Regions from separate parts of the Mus musculus genome. Here region 1 is linked to region 2. Evidence: chromatin contacts called from public promoter capture Hi-C data. All regions are on one chromosome and are shown on one strand. The core of a region is the stretch at or near the end of the contact, and the rest is flanking DNA. Distances in the headings are between cores, read along the strand shown. Region 1 holds the start of Slc17a6 (solute carrier family 17 (sodium-dependent inorganic phosphate cotransporter), member 6). Region 2 holds the start of Tmem86a (transmembrane protein 86A).

Region 1 (3,513 bases), core at 923-3,422, 4.6 Mb after region 2:
GCTCTCAACAAATATTTTTAGAGTGAGTAAATCAATATTAGCTCTTATTTCCATTCAGACACCCAGATTGTTACTGGAAAAGGGAGGAAAACTAGATGATATTTCTCAATGCAGATGAATGCAGTTATGTAATCTAAAAGCAGTATCTTCGTGCTGGAGTACTACTACATGGCATATATATGAATGATTCAGCCATCTTGGTTTTAAGTGGTTTTAAGTTCTAGTCAACTGGGATGGAGCTTAAGAAGAAATGCTTAAGAGAATCATTTTTGCATCATCATCATCTCAGACTCAGATATTGAATGTAACTTCCAGTTTTACCTAAACTTCCAAAATCATTGATATTCCTAAGTGAATTCATTTCAGTGACTTGAATAGCTAAGGAAACCTGCATTTTAAAAAATGCCCTTTTATCACCCCCCCCCAAAGCTCCCCGTGGCTAAACCATCAACCAAAAAGTACATATTGGGGGGATCCATGGCTTCAGCTGGATATATAGCAGAGGATTGCCTTATCAGGCATCACTGAAAGGGGAGCCCCTTGGTCCTATGGAGGTTGGATGACCCAGGGTAGGGGAATGCTAGGGCTCTGAAGCAGGATTGGGGGGAAGCACCCTCATAGAGGTAGGGGGAGGGGCAAGGGCATAGGGGGGGTTGTGGAGAGGAAACTAGGAAGGGGGATAACATTTGAAATATAAATAAATAAAATAACCAATAAACAAATGCTCTTGTAAAACAAGTCCTAAGGAGCTGGAAATTTTGCAATGAAACAATTTGATGAGTTTTTTTTTTCCTTTGTACCCTATATTTTTTTCTTTTATACTCTATCTCCTATGGAAGTGCATTCAATTTTGTGGCATTCCAGGGATATTTTTGAAGATGGCTTCCTGGTTTTTAAAGTATATACGTAATATAATATATAACATTCACATAATGCATATGTCCCAAAATAACAGGAATGTAATCGTGGTATTCTTGCTCAACCATACTTCTTAATGAAATACAATTTTATAGGCTTTGGATTTGGATTTAACAATTGCAAAGGGTTTTAGCTATTTGTGATTTTTTTTCATCTCTCTATTTTAGGAAATTTTTTTCCACATATCATTTGAAATCGTCAGAGAACATTCTTATTTGACTCTGCACCGTACCTCTGGGATGTAATCCAATAGTCCCTATGTAAAACGCACTCCCCTGGTTGATTTAGCTAGCATCCAAGGTTTAACCTTGGGGATGTAGCTCAAGGACAGTCTGTTTCGTAAGCACTTGCCTGGACTGCATCTTAAGAGGGTTGTGGTCCATGCGAAATAACTCACATTAATTCAGCACAATTTAATTGTTTTGCTTAATGATATAGGTTCAATGGTATTATACACAACTAAGATGGAAAACCTTGTAGGACCATCTCTCAAAACCCAACAAGCAACAATGGCAAAAATAGCCTCCCTCTTAAGAAAAGGTGTCATAAGGAGGGAAAAATAAAATTTAAATAGAGTGTAAATATATTGAAATAAATTTTTAAAACATTATCAGTTACTCTTCGCTAACAAGCTTAGTTATAGGTACAAATTTTACCTGTAATTAGAAATAATTCAGTATTGTGTTGTGCATTAGTTAATTAAAGAAACTTAGAATTCCAAAGAATTCATTTCAGACTGCCTGTCCTTTATTCGGAAAGTGCACTAATGTTACAGCTGTCATTATCTCTCTGTCTCTCCTCCTTCTCTGTCCCACCTCTTTTTTTTTTTTTTTTTTTTTTGTCTCCTTCCATTTCTCTCTCTGCATCCTTTCTTGTTCGTCTTAGGGGTTGAATCAAATACACAAGCAATATTATTATGCATCTCATAAACATAAGCTTTATATCGGAGGGGAACCAGGTGTTCACCTGGATACCACACACCTAAAGTAGAAGCTTCTGCAGTGTTGCTTCTTCACCATGCTGTCAGAGCTAGTATGTACATGCTGGGCAACGGGTGGCCAAGCAGAGTAACTTGTCAGTGTTTAATAAAGCCCTCCTCCCTTGCAGAGCCAAATGCAGCTTTCCTCCTGAGAACTCTGCAGACGATGACATCTCCCTACTTGGTTTCCATAGCATCCGTTCCTGAAGAGCCCTAGAAAGGCCCTTGGTCAGGGCGATCCGCCCAGCTCCCCTAGGAAGTTGGCGAGCGGGTTAGCCAAAAGCAGCAGCCAAGGTTCCTTAGCTTCCTCTGTCCGTGGTCCTGAAATGCTAAACTGCGCCGCGCGCACTGACGGGAGCGGTCAGGTTTTATGGAAGGTCTCCCCCGGCGCTGCCTAAACCACAGCTGTGTGTCTGTTATTCACTCACGTTCGCAAAGATCAGCTAACATTCTCAGTCTTAATTCCACTCTGCCACTCTGCCGCAGAGCACAATTACGCCGGCGCGATGGGAGGAGACCATGTTAAGGCAGGAAGCTAACAGCAGCCGCTCACCTGAGGCCTAGGAAGCTCCCAAGGGTTCTGAGAGCTATGAGCTCTGATCAGCAAAGTCACCATTTTAGACAGTAGGGTTCTTTTGCTTTTTTCCTTACACAAGGGTTCGATGACGTTTCTGGTCAATCTGATTAAAAGACAGCGGATTTGATTGCGATAAGACTTCAAAACCGGGAATTTACGTTGTTTTTCGGTGAGGTGACTTCCAGAACAGGGACTCATCAGCACCCGCCCAAATACCACGGCACTGCGCGCGCCCTCGGCCACCGGATCCTCCCCTTCCAATGAGACTTTGTGACTGTGTGTACCAATTCTCCTATTAGGAAACCCGTGGGCTGCATGCAGCTATTCTGTTGTACTCTCTTTCTCGCCCTCCCTCCCCTCTCCAACTCACAGCCTTGCTGGAAAGCTCACCTCTGCTGAGAAGAAAAAGCTCTACCTTAACCAACTAAGACTATGCGCAGAATCCGTCTTTCATAGCCACAACAATTTAAATCTGGTAAGGCTGGACACCAGTCTTTACAAGAATGGAGTCGGTAAAACAAAGGATTTTGGCCCCGGGGAAAGAGGGGATAAAGAATTTTGCTGGAAAATCCCTCGGACAGATCTACAGGTAAGAGACTGCAACCCCATGCTTACCTGGGACTCATCTGGACAGAATCTGCAAAGCCATTTCTGAAAAGCTTGATTACTTAGAAAGATTGTAACATGGTGGGAAAGTCTTTTTGTTGCTCATTGCTGAAGCTAGGTTCCACTGGAAACCTGCTTATGAATGCAGGAATGTGACACTAAACGAACCTGTCGTGTGTGTGTGTGTGTGTGTGTGTGTGTGTGTGTGTGTGTGTGTGTGATTTTGTTTCATTACCTGGGGATTCTCATGTGCTCCAATTCAGTTCTTAATCCTCCTTTGCAATTCCAAAATGTTCGTTCAGCACCTGCTCATAAAGCCTGTCTTTGTTTTCTTATAGATTTCACAAATAAAATCCCTTTGATCCAAACAAGTGAATAACAAAAGCCAAAACCCTTTTTAAAAATAAACTTCAAAGACAAATGAAAGAAAAGG
Region 2 (3,809 bases), core at 1,187-3,686:
TTGGGAGGCAGAGGCAGCTGATCTCTGTATGTTTAGTGCCAGCCTAATTTACATAGAGTTCCAGGTTACCCAGAGCCATACAGTGAGACTCTGTCTCAAAACAAAACAACAAACAACTCTGAATGGGCAAGAGGGCAGTCTTAGAAGTGGCACGGAGGAGTGGTGCTATGCTTTTGTGGGCCACCTACTTATGTAATTACTTTGCCTACTGGTAGTAAAATCCTGTGAATAACATTTTTAGACCTTTTATTTTTTTGTATCTTTAGGTATTTGTATATGAAGCTTATGACAATTGGTGAATTAGTAGGGCTAAGGTAGGACATTGACTTTCTTTTTTTCTTTCTCTTGTGTAACAGAACCCTGGCTATCTTGGATTCACTATGTAGACCAGGCTGGCCTCAAACTCAAGAGATCCACCTAGCTCTGCCTCCTGAGTGCTGGGATTAGAGGTGTGTGCCACTATGACCAACAACATGTTGGTCTCCAGTAATTTTGGCTGGCCCCAACTATTAAAGTTTACGGTCTCAGGGGTTGGAGAGATGGCTTGGTGGGTTAAAGCACTGCTCTTGCAGAGGACCAGAGTTCTGGTCCCAGCAGAGTTGCCATTCGGGCAATTCACAGATGCTTGTATACCACGTCCGGGAGTTCTGACAACTCTGACCTCAACTACATTCACTCTTCCCCTAGTAAGAGAAATCCTCTTAAAAGTTCACAGTCTCATCTTTATAATTAGGCAAACTAGGGTCCAGAGAAACAAAAATGCCTGGCTTGACTACACCCTTAAGTGACATGGGAAGGTTTGTAAATGCGTGTGGTGATTTTATAACCTGTTGATGGGAGACTGAGGCTCCAAAGATGGAGTAGCGTGTGCCCAATTACACCACCAGTAAGTCCCAGGCAAGGAGGGGCCAAGTCCGTGTTGCTTTCAGTTCAATGTTCTTTCTGAGCAACACATTTGGTAATAGTGTATATGACAAAGCCTTGGGGGCAGCCATTCTCATTGCTCATTCAGATAATGTAGGTGAGAAGCTGCTAACTAGGAAAAAACATGAGTGTGCCTAGAGATTAGGCATGTGACTCCCCTCCCTCAAACCTTGACTCTCACCTTTTTTGGATGACATTTGGAATTTTCGGTTGTCAATACTGTCACTAGGAAAAGGGCTGTCCCTCTCTGAGGGGATGTCAGGTCGGTAGTTTAGGGACCAGGATGGCTGGGGAAGGCCTGGAGGGGGAAATGAAGAGAATGACCTCAGGAAGAGCTCACTGGAGAGTTCAGTATGTGTCTCTCCCTGGCCAGCACGAGGTTGGGGTCTAGTATACAGCCCTGTATCCCCATCTCAGGAGTGGCCAGCGTTCTTTGCCTTTCCAACCGCTGAAAGCTTTGTGTATATTACAGACCACATTCCTACCCTTTTGGATGTATTTGGAAACCTGCATCCCCATGTAGCCTGCTAGATAGACTTGTACTTCCCGAAACCAGGTACCTTTCCCCTTCTTCATCCTACACAACGTGTCTGGATTGAGCAGAGCCTTAGAGGTCACCCATGCATTTTACAGTTGAGGAAATCTAGGCTACAGAGGCAAAGGCTATGGAAGTGGCAAACACAGCCGCATTGCAGTCCATTTGACTCCTTGCCAATCCACCAAATTCTGAACACATACTTCTAAACATGCTTCAAACCACTAGTATTATAACCATTTTATTGTTTTTCTGGCAGCCAGTTTACACGCCTTTGGGTCTTTTGGTCACCGTTGCTGCAGCTGTGAGGGGTGTATGTTCAAGGCAACCTAGTGCCTGTAATTTGTTTACTCATTGCTGTTATGGGGTCCACATACAGGCTGCTGCTTGCTTTCATCGTGTCTTTCATGGTACGGTGAAGGATGATGGTCAACCCACAGCTCCCTTTCTGTAGCTTTATTTGTTTAGTGTACAAGTGTCCACGCGTGCTTAATGCTACTACGAGTCTATATAGTATATTGTGTGCCTGGATACATATCTCTTACCATGCTGAACGTTGAGTGTCTGTTGATCCTCTGTGTCCATTGGGACACATTGGGACATTGTCAAAGACATGTCTTAAAGGAATTGCATCCGCCTAGATGGTATGTTTAAAGGTTGACGAGAATCTGCCTTTGCTTTTTGTTCCGGTGTTAAGAGAAGATGCATCTCGCTGTGCTCCGGGTCAGTGGTGTGCCTGTCTCTTAGCCAGGCTGGCTATCCAACCTTGGGGGTCGCCGTCACGTTCCGGGATGCCCTGGCACGCCTCCCTAAGAGGCGTGGCCTGAAGGCCACGCCCACGCCCGGGGGTGGGAGGATCTCCTTTTCAACGCAGAAACAGAGGGAGCCCGGCCGGCGCCGCCAGCAGGGCTCCGCCCATACGAGGCTTCGGCCCGTTCATTGGCTGGGTCTGTGGTGACGTCGTCGGGTTCACAGACAGTACTCTGAGCGCCCAGCGCGCGGGAGGTATTGTGCTTCACCCCAGCTTTGTTCGGTCGTCTGCTCACCTGGCTCTGGGTGCGTCCTGGTGGTGCAACCCGGAGCGGGTGCCAGCAGCCGCAGCCGCAGCCGCCGCCGCCATGGTGTCTCCGGTCACTGTGGTGAGTGCGCGAGCGCGCGAGCCCGCGGCCAAGCCCCCCGGGCCTGGGACGAGGCAGCGGCAAGCCGGGCCGCCGAGGGGGGCGGAGGAAGGTGCTGTCCCCTCCGGGGAAGCGGCTGCTGTCACGGTTTTTAGCTCCTCACTCTTGTAGCGTCCCTCCTACGCGCGCCCCTCGTCTGCCCGCGGGAGGGAGGAAAACATTGTGCACGTGACTCGGAAGCGTGACTGTTGATCCATGAGTGTCTGGAGCGGGTCTGCAGGTCTTGGCCTGGAACTGGATGCTGCAGGCCCTAGGGTTCTGTGTGGTGGACCCTCAGGGAAGCATTCGAGAGGGTGCAGGGGGGTGCCGACTTCCTGGGAATGCCCCAAGTTTCTCTTAATATTGTAGGTGCAGGAGGTGACGCCTCTGTCTTAGTAACGCTGTTCAGGCGATAGGTGAAGGTGGACCTCTCTCTGTTGACCTGACCTCCTTTCCAGACTTTCTCAACTCCAGCCTTTGAGTTGTCTCTTCACACTTCTAAGGCTGGCTTCTCTGACTGTCATGATTTCACCACTTACTGCCAGTTTCTTCTAGGAAATATGGGTCTGGGGAGTAGGGGGAGGGGGAGCAAAGGTGATGTTTCTGAAGGCTGACAGGTGGAGCTGGGCATGCAAAGGTGATGTTTCTGAAGGCTGACAGGTGGAGCTGGGCATCCCTCCCCCCCCCCCCCCCCCCCGTTTCCTCCCTTTGGCCTTGCCCTCACTCTGACTATCCCTGATAAGGGAGTTTCCATGGGAAGGGAGTGTCAACTCTGCTCCCATCTCTAACCTCTGGAAAAACAAGAGCAGGCTTGTACTCTGGACCCACTATATGTCTCTTCTCTACCCTTTCCTAGTTGCATCAGGTACCTGGTTGCCAGGGGATCTAAGTGTCTTGTCCCTTCAGAGTCCTGTGTGGAGTGGCTTGCTCACACACAGTCAGAGCACTTTTGTTGGAGTATGGGTCTATAGGGAACCTCAACTGCTCCAATTCATGCTCAGAAACCCTGAACTTGCAGGCCAGGGGAAGGAGCTTCGGGAGACCACAGAACATCTGCAGAATCTCCTCCCCCTGCTCAGACTCTGCCTGCAGTGGCCTTGAGTAAAACCTTTCTTTAGCTGCCCTCCCCCTAATCCAGCTGAGACCCAGTCAGCTGGCCAACTTCCCCCTCTCAGTTCCCCATCTCCTCCCAG

What was found. Promoter capture Hi-C pulls out the DNA fragments that hold promoters and counts their contacts.
Region 1: a promoter capture Hi-C map of embryonic stem cells shows a contact between it and region 2. The contact joins the promoter of Slc17a6 here to the promoter of Tmem86a in region 2. A contact is called at or near these places in 2 of 39 promoter capture datasets (cranial neural crest and embryonic stem cells).

The regions. Positions count from the first base shown.
Region 1 is chr7:51,619,658-51,623,170 of GRCm38.p6, forward strand. Slc17a6 (solute carrier family 17 (sodium-dependent inorganic phosphate cotransporter), member 6) reads left to right here and starts at 2,173. Exons shown (of 12, transcript NM_080853.3): 1 at 2,173-3,063. The coding sequence starts at 2,978. Gm33136 (a long non-coding RNA gene) reads right to left here. Exons shown (of 4, transcript XR_003946771.1): 1 at 3,090-3,513; 2 at 2,451-2,577.
Region 2 is chr7:47,048,204-47,052,012 of GRCm38.p6, forward strand. Tmem86a (transmembrane protein 86A) reads left to right here and starts at 2,437. Exons shown (of 3, transcript NM_026436.3): 1 at 2,437-2,598. The coding sequence starts at 2,578.